Linked DNA regions of Sus scrofa: regions 2 and 3 are each linked to region 1. Evidence: chromatin contacts called from public HiChIP or PLAC-seq data. All regions are on one chromosome and are shown on one strand. Each heading gives the region's core, a stretch centred on a gene start, on an enhancer-like site or on the middle of the called end of the contact. The rest is flanking DNA. Distances are from core to core; before and after follow the strand shown. Region 1 has its middle 130 kb from the start of SVIL. Region 2 overlaps SVIL (supervillin). Region 3 overlaps SVIL (supervillin).

Region 1 (4,276 bases), core at 1,023-3,522:
AAGACCTCTTGAACCTTACTGAGAAGAATCAAAATGCCATGCCCTATTTGCCTGTTGCCACATGAACAGGATGAAGAAATTCAGCTTCATTTAGCACATCCCAAGGCTGATGCTAGAAGTAATTTCCTGCTGGCAGTGGCATCTGACAGCAAGAGTGAACAAAATTCCTCAGTGCAGCATGGATGGTGTTGAATTTCATGCATGATTTTGCTAAAAGACAGCGTTCCTTTCCATAGGAAGATTTCAGTGAATAGCAACAGGAGGTCTAACATCCTTCTAGAGCCAAAGAAATTTTGAGGTCGTGCTCTTGACTCTCAGGCTTAATGTAGGGGGAGAGAAACATACAGCCACAAACTCCTAGAAGAAGAAAAAGAAAAAGATCCATGTGGAGAGAGCTAATCAAGTAGAAAAGGGACACAGAAGGATGCTGCTCCTTGTAACTGAAGCTTGAAAAAACATCACCAAGAAGTTACTACCTGAATTGTGTCTTTTTTGTTTGTCTGTTTGTTTTTTAGGGCCGCAACCATGGCACATGGAAGTTCCAGGCTAAGGGTTGAATCGGAGCTACAGATGCTGGCCTGCACCATGGCCACAGCAATGTGGGATCTGAGTTGCATCTGTGACCTACACCACAGCTTATAGTAAGGCTGGATCCTTAACCCACTGAGTGAGGCCAGGGATCAAACTTGCATCCTCATGAATACTGGTCAGGTTTTTTTTTTTTTTTTTTTTTTTAATGCTGAGCCACAACAGGAAATCCTCTGAATTGTGTCTTGAAGACTAACTTCTGATGGAGGGGTTGTGAGGGAAGGGCATTCCAGACACAGTACAAATCCTATAGTCTGGAAACCAATTGAGGCTGACTGCAGGGTGCCAATGACTAATGTGATGAACAGTGGGATGGGTAATGAGAATGCACAGGTGGTCCTGGGAATGAAAGCCTTCCAGACCCTTTACTATATGGACTTGGTCTCTGCATTAGAACTTCTCTTCCTTAGGTCTCACATTATATCTCATGTCCAAAGTCTCCAACTAAATTTTAAACTACTCAAGGTCAAATACAAAACCACCTAGAGGGGAGTTCCCTTCATGACCCAACAGTTGGTCAGACCCAACTGACCAAGATCCATGAGGATGCAGGTTCGATCCCTGGCCTCGATCAGTGGGTTAAGAATCAGGCATTGCCCTGAGGTGCGGTGTAGGTCACAGACATGGCTCGGATCCCTCATGGCTGTGGCTGTGGCTGGCAGCTGCAGCTCCAATTGGACACCTACCTTGGGAACCTCCATGTGCCAAAAGTGTGGCCCTAAAAAAGAAAAAAAAAGTGAAAATAAAAAAAAACAAAAACAAAAAACTAGAGAGAGGAGGAGGGGGAGGAAGGGAGAAGAAAGAGCTGAAAGCCCTCCAGGAATCAGTAAAACACTACTGCAAAGTGCAGGCTTCCAGTCCACCAATCTGGGTTTGAATCCCAATTCTGTCACTTTAACCATGGGATCTCACGAAGCTCATTTCCTCCTACGTGCTCGATGAAGTTTCTGGCTTCTTGCACCGCCTCCTGGCACTAAAGTTCATGGCTTTTTGGGAGAATCATACGGTCTTCTTCTTGAAGGTGATTGTGCTGATGGGCGGGCTGATGGGAGGGCAGAATGCACGCCTCCTAACCCAGCATCTGGTCTAAGGTTGCAGTAAGTGCCCAATAACCACTCTTGGCTTAGAGATCAGCAGGGAGAACGGGGCAGGAAGCAGTGACTGGGAGCCAAAAAAGGAAGGAAATGGCCAAAATATCAGCAGAATAGACGCAGGAATTGACCCTGAGCCTGGACCCCTTAGGTGCCTGGTCCGTTGGCAAGTGCGATCCAAGCAGAAAGAGCTGGCTTTTGCTACCTGGGGAGACAGGAAAACTGCTTCTGAAATTAAAGGGCAGCGCTGCTAAGAACAGTAGGAATAAGAGAGTGTGATTTACACAAAGGTCTCCAGCCCCTGTGGGGAGTGCCAGCCGCCCCCCCGGGTATAGTCCTCGTGGCTGGACTACTTTCTTTCTCTGAGGCAAATAGGTGATGGTTGAGTCCTTTTTAAAGCTTTTTCTTTCCTTCCATGGAGCACATCCACCTCCATCTTGACTCACAGGCTCCCCCAGAAGTGTCTGGCCCTCTTGGAATGTCTGTAACCATTCCAACCATCCCAGCTGTCGCTTCCAAGCACCACTATTTTTGCTAACAAGGGTCAGAGGGCCTGAGGCCTCTTTCACGTTGGGTAGGCACCCTAGTGCTGGTTGCACAGCCGCGGGGAGCTGAGTCAGGCTCATGTGGAACCATGTGTGTACGTGTGTGCACGTGTTTGTTGGGGTGGGTGGTGGTTGTGGGAGGGGGGCTTCAAGGTAGCTTGGAGGGAAGATTTTTTTTTTTCTTCTTTTTTTGGCCTCCCCTGCAGCACATGGAGTTCCCAGGCCAGGGATCAGATCCAAGCCGCAGTTGCCGCCTGTGTCACAGCTGCAGCAGCCCCACATCCTTTAACCCACTGTGCTCTGGGATGGAACCTGCATTCGGGCATTGCAGAGATGCCACTGATCCCTTTGCACCAGAGCAGGAACTCCTGGAGGGGAGAGATGTTTGCCTTTAAAAAGCATTTCTGGGAGTTCCCGCTGTGGGGAAAGGGATCGGTGGTGTCTCTAGGACGTAGGTTCGATCCCGGATCTGGCACAGTGGGTTAAGGATCCAGCGTTGCTGCAGCTGCAGCTTAGGTCACGACTGCGGCTTGGATCAGATCCTTGGCCCTGGGACTCCATGTATCTTGGGGCAGCCAAAAAGATTTAAAAAAAAAAAAAAAAGCTTTTCTGGTCCATAAGTAAAATGTCTCCACTTTTTTCCTCTTTGTCTCTCTGACCCAGTGTAACTTTTTTTTCCAATTGATCTCAACCAGGAAGGCTGAGTTTTAAATGTACATATTTATTTCCGGACAAATTCCTCTACGGATGCATCCTAGCAGCTTCGAGAAGGCAGGTTATATAGCTAAGGCACTGTTTCTGGGGAGGAAGGTGGCACAGTGCAGACATGGCTGTGAATTGAGGTGATGGGGCATGTGTGGGTGTGGCTGTGCTAACGTCTTCCTTCCCCTTCCCCTTCCAGAAGTTTCTAAATCTGTACCTCCTCAGAACCAAGATAGAGGAGGGTGTGGCAGACACACACACACACACCCTCAACATGTCTTCTTTCAGAAATTTCCAGCACGGCGCTGCTATTTTTAAAAGGCACAGGGAACTTGTGTGGTGGTTGAACAATGCAGGGAGCTATTTGTGCCTAGTCCCGGTTTAACACTGGCCGGCCCAGGATTCCAGCATTTTCGACTTCAGTAGGAAAGTAGCGCCCAACCATTAAACACATGCCCCCTAAGGCTGGGGAGGGCTCTAGCTGCAGGTGGTAGAGCCCATGGGGGATTACCACCCGGCTGTGGGTTCCTGCTGACAGTTAGGAAAAGGAATCAGGAGACGACCCCTGGGAGAGACACCCTCAGGGTTCATGACGCCATGGAACAGCGTTTGTCCCTGTCCTGTTTCCTGCTTCTCCTTTACCACCCCAGCCTTTCTCTGTCTCACTCCCGGTGAAACTGTCTCAGACTGTCTTGGAGTTCCCATTGTGGCTCAGCAGGTTAAGAAACCGAAGTAGTCTTGGTAAGGATGCAGCTTTGATCCCTGGCCTCACTCAGTGGGTTAAGGATCCAGCATTGCCACAAATTTTGGCTTGGATCCTGCATTGCTCTGGCTGTAGTGTAGTCTGGCAGCTTCAGCCCCATTCCACCAATAGCCTGGGAACTTCCATATGCTGCAGGTGTGGTTATAAAAAAGAAGAAAAAAAAAAAAAAGACTGTCTCTCTCTGCTTCCCATTGTTCAACATCTCATCACAAAAACACAGGGGGAATTCCTGTCATGGCTCAGTGGTATCAAACCCGACTAGTATCCTTGAGGACACAGATTTGATCCCTGGCCTTACTCAGTGGGTTAAAGGATCTGGCATTGCTGTGACCTGTGGTATATGTAGGTTGAAGATTCACTTGGATCCGGCATTGTTATGGCTGTGGCATAGGCCTCAGCTGCAGCTGTGATTTGGCCTCTAGCCTGGGAACTTCCATATGGCACAGGTGTGGCCCTAAAAAGCCAAAAAAGCCAAAACAAACAAACAAAACAAAACAGGGCAATTGTATTAGCTTGGGCTGCTATAATCAAACACCAAAGACTAGGAGCCTTCAACAACATTTTTAAAAAATTTTAATTTTATTGAA
Region 2 (4,276 bases), core at 1,246-3,745, 220 kb before region 1:
GGATTCAGGAAGGTACGGATTCTGTGGAGTTCAGAAAACTAGGATATGAAACTCGGTTCAGATAATGCTACAGTCCTCTCCTCTCACTGACTTTTTTTTTTTTGAATGGCCACACCAGCAGCATATGCAAATTCCCAGGCCAGGGAATGAATCTGAGCCAGAGCTACAACCTACGCTATAGCTGCAACAACACCAGATCCTTTAACCCACTTTGCCAGGCATTGAACCCGCACCTCCACAGCGACCTGAGCGACTGCAGTTGGATTTCTAACCCACTGCTTTATAGCAGGAACTCCCTACCATGATTCTTGCTCCTGTTTTCCTGGTGGACCACAGCCCCAGCACCAGCCCCTCTTCATGGAGGCTCAGCCCTCACAATCTAGCCACCACCGGGTCTTACAGCCTGAAGCCCTGCCTTCCCTCCTGCTTCCATAACCCCATCCTTGCTCTCAAACGCCTGTTGTCACGACTTTTGCAGGAGCCTCCAACTGTCCTTCCCTCCTGCACCGACGTCTCCCCAAATCCATCCTCCCCTCTGCTTCCAGATGCATTTAAACAGCCCCAACCCAGCTGCATTGCCCCCAGTGGAAAACTCCTAAGCAGTCCTGCCAGCACATCTCAGTGAGGACCTGGCTCACGCCACCTCCCTGGGCAGCAGGTTACTTCTCAGTGATGGATGCTCATGCAACATGAAAAAAGCTCAAGCTTTTTTCCTTTTTTTTTTTTTTTTTGGTGCCACACTTGCAGCATGTGGAAGTTCCCAGGCTAGGGGTTGAGTCAGAGCTGCAGCTGCCAGCCTACACCACAGCCACAGCCAGATTCAAGCCACATCTTCGACCTACACCACAGCTCACGGTAACACCAGATCCTTAACCCACTGAGCAAGGCCAGGGATCGAACTCGCATCCTTATGGATACTAGTTGGGTTCGTTGTCCACTGAGCCACAAAGAGAACTCTGTGACAAGCTTTTTAAATTAAATGTTCTTGAAGAGTAAATGTAAGATATCCTGATAAGGAATTCCCACTGTGGCACAGCAGGTTAAGGATCCGGTGTTGTCTCTGCGGTAGCTCTGGTCGCTGCTGCTGAGGGGAGGGTTTGATCCCTGGCCAAGGAACTTCCACATGCCACAGGTGTGACCAAAATAATAATAATAAAGAATGTCCCTGTAAAAAAGTCCCTTTTACCCTCTTCCAGGGATACTCATCAGAAGGAGGAAAAGAGATCAGGTTACAAATACATACTTGGGAAATAGCATTTAACCCAGAGGTTACCTCATATGCACTGAGATCTATGGTGACTTCCTCTATGGACCTTTTTTTTTTTTTTTTTGGCCACACCCGTGGTGTGCAGAAGCTCCTAGGCCAGAGATGGAACCCGAGCCACAGTAGTGACAATGCCTGATCCTTAACCTGCTGCACCACCAGGGAGCTCCAGTGGACTTTCTTTTTTGGATGAGAAGGGATTTTCATGTCTTGCTTTTTCCACCAACCTCACATGTGGATACATCCAGGAGGCTGTGACAAAAGTGGACATCATGCAGTATCCCTGTGCTGGTGACAACCAGAGGGTGGAAGATGGCTGGCCCAATGGGTAATTAAGTCCCTACTACCTCTGACCCCTTCCTACCTCATAGCCATCTGTCCCACCATCCCTCCCCCTGGTAGGTGACCATGAGAAACCACCCTGATGGCTGCTGTGTCCAAGCTGGACTCTGCTCAGAACACCCTTGATTCCTGGTCACTTGGAAAACCCCTAACTCTCCTTTAAGACTCAGCTGACTTGATTTCCTCTTTGAGCTCTTCCTGACATGGTCTATGATTTCCAGCCTCTAGACTCTTCCAGAAGGCAGGGGCCCCACCTATCTCTGCACCCACAGAACCCAGCAGTGGTGCCACTACACACACACACACACACACACACACGCCATACCTGTCTGTGCCCTGCAGTTAGATCTCTTGCTCTTGGGTTTATTTGGCAACAACACCCGCCTTTTTTTTTTACCCCTCCTCGGGTTTAACTAATCAATACTTAATGCCCCTCTGAAGTTAGAAAGTGACAAGAGTGACAAGGCGGCTCGTCAGTTTCTAAGCAGAAAGTGAAGAAGATAGAGCCAGCTTGCACACTTTTGGGGGAGAAGCCTCACTTTCCAGCTTTCCCTTCGTGAAGACCTATTTCTTTCTTTTTTTCTTTTTTCTTTGCTCTTTAGGGCCACACCTGGTTCCCAGGCTAGGGGTGGATCGCAACTACAGTTTCTGGCCTACACCACAGCCACAGCAACACAGGATCTGAGCCGCATCTGCGACCTATACCACAGCTCACGGCAACACCGGGTCCTTAACCCACTGAGCGAGGCCAGGCATCAAACCCGCAACCTCACGGTTCCTAGTCAGATTTGTTTCCTCGGCGCCAAGACGGGAACTCCAAGAAGCCCTATTTCTGAAGGAAGGATGATGTCAGAGCATGGCCAGAACAGTCAGAGCTGGAAAGCAAGACAACAAAGCTCTCTGCCTAGCTGCTTCTGCCTTCTGGAAAGTTCTGCTTCCTAAATGGCAATGAACTGGAGCAATCATTAGAAGTATTCTTTTTTTTTTTTTTTTTTTTAACGGCTGCACTTTGCAGCACATGAAAGTTCCCAGGTTGGGGGTCTAATAGGAGCTACAGCTGCTGGCCACAGCCACAGCCACAGCCACAGCCACAGCCACGCCAGATCCGAGCTACATCTGCAACCTACACCACACCTCACCGCAATGCTGCATCCCCGACCCACTGAGCGAGGCCAGGGATCAAACCTGAGTTCTCTAGGATACAAGTCGGATTGTTTCTGCTGTGCCACAACAGGAACGACTGGAAGTATTTCTTGAAGTTGCTCATTTTTAGGGGATGAAAAGCCTAAGAACCAGGATCCGAATTCTGTCCTAATTTCTGCTCTGGTGGGACCAGACTCGGAATCGTTTTCTTTTTTCTGTTTCTCCATAAACTGAGGGTTTTGACTATCAGGTGAAGCAACACCTGATAGTCACCGAATACCCACACAAATATACCACTGTGAGTCTGAGCTGGTGGCTGACTGCAGTATGGGCAAATAATTTTACCACTGGGTAATTTTGTTTTTTGTCTTTTTATTGCTGTACCCATGGCATATGGAATCTCCCAGGCTTGGGCTGAATTGGAGCTGTAGCTGCGGACCTGCACCACAGTCACAGACAGCAACACAGGATCTGAGCTGAGTCTGTGAACTACACCACAGCTCATGGCAATGCCAGATCCTTAACCCATTGAGGAAGGTCAGGGATCGAACCCATGTCCACATGGATACTAGTCAGGCTCCTTACCCCTGAGCCACACTAGGAACTCCCTGCTGGGTAATTTTAAAAAAACAAAAAAGGGAAGTTCCTGTTGTGGCTCAGGGGTAATGAACCTGACTAGAATCCATGAGGACCTGGGTTCAATCCCTGGTGTCGCCCAGTGTGTTAAGGATCCGTTGTTGCTGTGAGCTGCGGTGTAGGTTGCAGACGTGGCCTGGATCTGGCATTGCTGTGGCTGTGGTGCAGGCTGGCTGGCAACTGCAGCTCCAATTCAACCCCTATCCTGGGAACTTCCATATGCTGCAAAAAATAAACAAATAAAAACAAAATTTTTTAAATAAAATAAAAAGCAAAAAAGGAGGGTATGATTTGGGGTTGTGACATTTTTCAACCAGTTCACCCCTCACCTCCAGACGGTCAAAATCAATCAAGCTGAGCCTTTCTCTGTCTCTCCCTCTCAAAGCTTAGGGGGAACTTCACTGGCTTTGGATGACAATATTTTGAGCTCCAAGGTCACATGGAGGTCACTGGCTTGAAGACCAGAGGAGCAAGCCAACTCTCCTCTCCCAGGCTGCTGCTTCAAGATGGGTGTGGAGCAACGCTCAGCATGAGCAGAACTGCTGGCTTCATGGTCCAGATGAAATGCGAGTTTGCCAAGCAGGGGAGCCTGGCCCGGGTTTTATGAGTCCTGGCATCAAGGATACAGCCTCTCACAGGGCTGGACCAGCGTTACATCATGGACACCAGGCTCAGGGTCTTGAGAGTAACCGGAGATGGACAAAGTGTGACCTGCTCTACTGAGGCTGCTGCAGATCTAAAAATCCGGGGTTTCTGTCCATTCCTCGCCTGGCAGAACCACAGAGGTTGCTTCTCCAGTGGAGACATGGGCTGCAAGCCATCCAGCTGGTGGAGGGAGGCTGTCCCTCTGGAGGAGAAGCCGCAGAGGCACTTTCCTTTCCATGTTGGGGT
Region 3 (4,276 bases), core at 525-3,024, 210 kb before region 1:
ACCTTTAACCTGCTCTCAGACTGCAGGCAAAACCAGTGACGTGTCAACCACAAAACGGTGGTATTTCTTTCTAAAGACTTACCGTAATGCTGGTATTTAAATCATGGCTTCAGATGGACAAGGACTTCAAATTCTTCCTCACTCAGCTCTCCGCGTCTCCAGGTCATCTATGCAAACCCTTCCTGCAAAAGAGGAAAGAAAAATGTCCACTTTGAAATCTAGGAAAGACAGCAGCCAATAGTGTAAGACAGCCGCCTGTGTGAGCAAGGCCAGATCCGCTGCAGTGATTCATTTTCTGCTTCTAAGAAGAGCTTTTTCCCATTCAATTATTCATCTACATCGGTGACAAAAGATTATAGGCAGTGATTTGAGCATCTTTTCAACCCTCATAAAAAATACGCAATTAAGAAATACATTTTTTTGGATCCCGCTGTGGTACAGTGGGTTAAGAATCTCACTCCAGTGGCTCGGGGTGGTTGCAGAGGCAAAAGTTTGATCCCCAGGCTGGTACAGTGAGTTAAATGCCAAAGCTGTGGCTCAGATTCAGTTCCTGTCCCCGGAACTTCCACATGCTGCAGGCGCGGCCATAAACAATAGTAACAACATTTTTTTCCCTTCATCTTGAACTCACTGAATAAAGTCATTTTTATGTGATGGTTTTTCAAAGCTCTAATTTTTCTCTGGTGATGAAATTTGACATTTGGTCTAAAAGCAGAGCTATCATGAGTAAATATGAATCCTTTCCACAACACAAATTGACATCAGACCCAATAAAGGGACTTTGGGAAAGAAGCCTTGTAATGAAGGAAGACTTGAAAAGACAGAATGTTCTGAAACTCATCAGAGAGTTGGATGTGTATAACCAGAGGGAACTGACAAAGTCCCAGGTCCTTAGAAAAAGAGAGACACTGCATAATAAAATTGAAACTAGAGGAGTTCCCACCATGGCACAGTGGAAACAAATTCGACTAGGAACCAGGAGGTTGTGGGTTCGATCCCTGGCCTTGTTCAGTGGGTTAAGGATCCAGCGTTGCCGTGAGCTGTGATGTAAGTCACAGATGCAGCTTGGATCTGGCATTGCTGTGGCTCTGGCGTAGGCTGGCAGCAACAGCTCCAATTAGACCACTAGCCTGGGAACCTCCATATGCCATGGGTACAGCCCTGAAAAGACCAAAAAAAAAAAAAAAAAAAAATTGAAACTAGAATAACCCATTGAGGGAGTTCCCACTGTGGCTCAGCAGGTTAAGAACATGACATAGTATCCATGAGGACACAGGTTCAATCCCTGGCCTCGCTGAGTGGGCTAAGAATCCAGTGTTGCCACAAGCTGCAGCGTAGGTTGCAGATGCAGCTCAGATCTGGCATTGCTGTGGCTGTGGAATAGGTTGCAGATGCGGCTTGGATCCAGTGTGGCTGTGGCTGTGGCCATGGCGTAGGCTGGCAGCTACAGCTCTGATTTGATCCCTAGCCTGGGAACATCCATATGCCTCAGGCGCAGCCCTAAAAAGAAAAATACTACTACTACTAATAAAAAGAATAACTCATTGAGGTTGAGCAACTGGGCTGGAACATGGTCTGTGCCATTCATTCCGGGCAGAGAAAAACCTTCCACACTGATTTTCCTCCAGCATTCCTGGAGGAAAAGGGAAAACCTTCCCCGTGCTGGAAGTACAACAGAGTAGGACAAAGGGCAGCAGACACTTCCCTGTGTGATTGTCCTAACGGTGAGTCGTCATGTGTCTACAGGATGACCCCCATGGTGACAAACTCATTTGTCACCCTCAGAAGGCCGTCCCCCTTGTGTGGCATCCCCTTGACTCAGCCTGGGAAAGGGGCATTGGACCCAAGCAGAGCTCCAGCCCTGAGATCTGGACTTGAGAGGAAAGTCCTAGGGCTGTTAGTTGGTTGGTGGCTAGTTGGTTAGTGGTTAAGTCAGAGGGGTTTGGGGAAGTCTTCTGTTTTAGGGGCTTCCCTTTCCTTCCTGCTCCTTCTGATATCACTTGCTTAAATCACTCTTTTTTGGGGGGTGGGGGCTGTACCTGTGGCATGTAGAAGTTCTTGGGCCAGGGATCAAACCTGCACCACAGCAGTGACAATGCCAGATCCTTAGCCCACTGAGCCACCAGGGAACTCCTATATTACCTTTTGAAAACACCATCCTTAGATGCAATTAGAGATGATCATCCTAAGTGAAGTAAGACAGAAGGAGAAAGACAAATGATATCACTTCTATGTGGAATCTAAAATATGACACAAATGAACCTATCTACAGAACAGAAACAGACTCACAGGCATAGGGAACAGACTTGTGGTTGCCAAGGGGGCAAGGAAGGGAGTGGGATGGACAGGGAGTTTGGGATTAGTCGATGCAAACTATTACATTTAGAATAGATAAGCAGTGAGATCTTACTGTGCAGCACAGGGAACTATGTCCAGTCTCTTGGGAGAGACCATGAGGGAAGATCATGCAAGAAAAAGAATGTATATACATGTATGACTGTGTCACTACGCTGTAGAGCAAAAATTGACACAACACTGTAAAATCAACCATACTCTAATACAAAATTAAATTAAAAAAGAAAAAGAATATATATATATATATATAAAATATGTATGACTGGGTCACATATGCCATACAGCAGAAATAGGCACAACACTGCAAGTCAACTACTTCAAAAAAAAAAAAAAGATCTACGTTCCCCCTGCCAAACAAAACATCATCCTAGGAAAGAGTTCACTCAAAGAAGGTCCTGAACCGGACAGCAGCCAATAACACTGCCAGCCTCTTAAAGGACAGAGGTGGTGTCAAAAGTCAGTTTGGGAAGCATATGGGAGGCGGGGTGTCAGAGCTGCTCTTTCCTCGTGTAGAGAGCATGGGGTTCATCTCTAGAAGCCCAGGCTGAGGCAGCTTACAAGGAAATGAGCCTGTGTGTGGGGTGGGGGTGGGAGGGTGGGAGTCAGCCATGCAAAGTTCCCACAAAGCAACAAAACACTTTCACCACTGCTCACTGAACTTTGGACAGCCACAAACTCAGGACTGGAAGCCACAAAGATGGTTGCGGCACACAAAGACAAACTGTTGGGTTTAAGAAGACTGTTTTAGATGGAAAAAAAAATTATTATCCTCCCTACTCCACAAATCTGTTTGTTACTAACCAACCTCTGGAGCCTTGGGAACTGGGCTGGACCCAGGTGAATCTCTCTCACCTGAGCCGCCTCCTCCGTATGCTTGACTTGGGAGACAAAAAAAAAAAAAAAAAGACAGAAAGAAAGAAAGAAAGAGTTCCCACTGTGGCTCCTCAGGTTAAGAATCGGTCTAGTATCCATGAGTATTCAGATTCGACCCCTGGCCTCACTCAGTGGGTTAAGGATCCAGCATTGCTGCAAGCTGCAGTGTAGGTTAAGGATGCAGCTAGGATGTGGCATTGCTGTGGCTGTGGCATAGGCCAGCAGGTGCAGCTCTGATTCAACCCCTAGCCTGGGAATGACCAAATGCTATGGGTTTGACCGTGTGTGTGTGTGTGTGTGTGTACACACTCAAATGGGGAAGACGTAGCTGCTTTTGAAAGAAGACCCTCTTTTCAGACAAAAGGAAATGATTCAAAAAGAATGGAAAAAATGGCCAAGGAAACCAATAGAAGCCAAGAGGCAAGGACAGGAGTGGAAATCCTCACTGCCCTTCCCTCCTTAGAGAGAGCACCCCTCCCTGTCCTTGGCCCAACCCTCCAGGACCCTCCAGAAGAGGAATCCCCTCTGGGCTTTACAACTGTGGGGCAAGAAAGAAGAGCATCTACAGTGGACATCACGAGTCCAAGGACCGAGAGGGGGTCTCGTACCTGAAATGCTTTCATTCCCTGAATCCGTTTTATCCCAAGACAGAGGGAAACCCTCAGTCACTAGACAGTAAAACATCAGAATACAGCATCGAGGGGAAAACAAAACCATCAACCAGCTTCACCGCACTCAAGAGAACCTGGGGAAAACAAACAAACAAAACAACACAAAAGACCAAGACCACAATCAGAAAAGGGTCCAAACTGAGTGACAGGTTGAAGTTGAATTAAACTGGTCCCACTTGTAGAAAAGCAGAAGCAATTCTAGAGGAGAACAGAGCTCTGGAGAAAGGAGAATCAATTTGGTCTGGGTGCAGCAGGAAGAGGCGTCCTGCTCAAGGGCCTACCCTGAGGTCCTGTCTAGTCCCTCCCAGGCTTCCCCCAGCCTTTTAAAGCATTGCTTCCTGGTCAAAAATAAACTTTTGCTGGACTTTCAGATGCTT

The links. HiChIP or PLAC-seq counts read pairs in DNA pulled down with a chosen protein or histone mark.
Region 2: a contact with region 1 is called in an H3K27ac HiChIP or PLAC-seq map of alveolar macrophages. The contact joins two enhancer-like sites. A contact is called at or near these places in 1 of 47 Hi-C or Micro-C datasets (epiblast stem cells) and 2 of 2 datasets of contacts at active chromatin or transcription factors (alveolar macrophages and skeletal muscle).
Region 3: an H3K27ac HiChIP or PLAC-seq map of alveolar macrophages shows a contact between it and region 1. The contact joins two enhancer-like sites. A contact is called at or near these places in 1 of 47 Hi-C or Micro-C datasets (psoas muscle) and 2 of 2 datasets of contacts at active chromatin or transcription factors (alveolar macrophages and skeletal muscle).

The regions. Positions count from the first base shown.
Region 1 is chr10:41,047,842-41,052,117 of Sscrofa11.1, reverse strand. No RefSeq gene overlaps it. Among named protein-coding and RNA genes, the nearest start is that of SVIL, 130 kb to the left of the region's middle. Within about 2 kb of position 2,272, at least 11 of the 83 cell types and tissues checked have an H3K27ac peak or open chromatin away from gene starts, as enhancers often do. A contact at or near this core is called in alveolar macrophages, where this site is marked.
Region 2 is chr10:41,271,625-41,275,900 of Sscrofa11.1, reverse strand. The region is part of intron 3 of SVIL (supervillin); the gene reads right to left. Among named protein-coding and RNA genes, the nearest start is that of SVIL, 97 kb to the right of the region's middle. Within about 2 kb of position 2,495, at least 1 of the 83 cell types and tissues checked has an H3K27ac peak or open chromatin away from gene starts, as enhancers often do. A contact at or near this core is called in alveolar macrophages, where this site is marked.
Region 3 is chr10:41,253,084-41,257,359 of Sscrofa11.1, reverse strand. SVIL (supervillin) reads right to left here. Exons shown (of 36, transcript XM_021064788.1): 3 at 83-182. Among named protein-coding and RNA genes, the nearest start is that of SVIL, 79 kb to the right of the region's middle. Within about 2 kb of position 1,774, at least 1 of the 83 cell types and tissues checked has an H3K27ac peak or open chromatin away from gene starts, as enhancers often do. A contact at or near this core is called in alveolar macrophages, where this site is marked.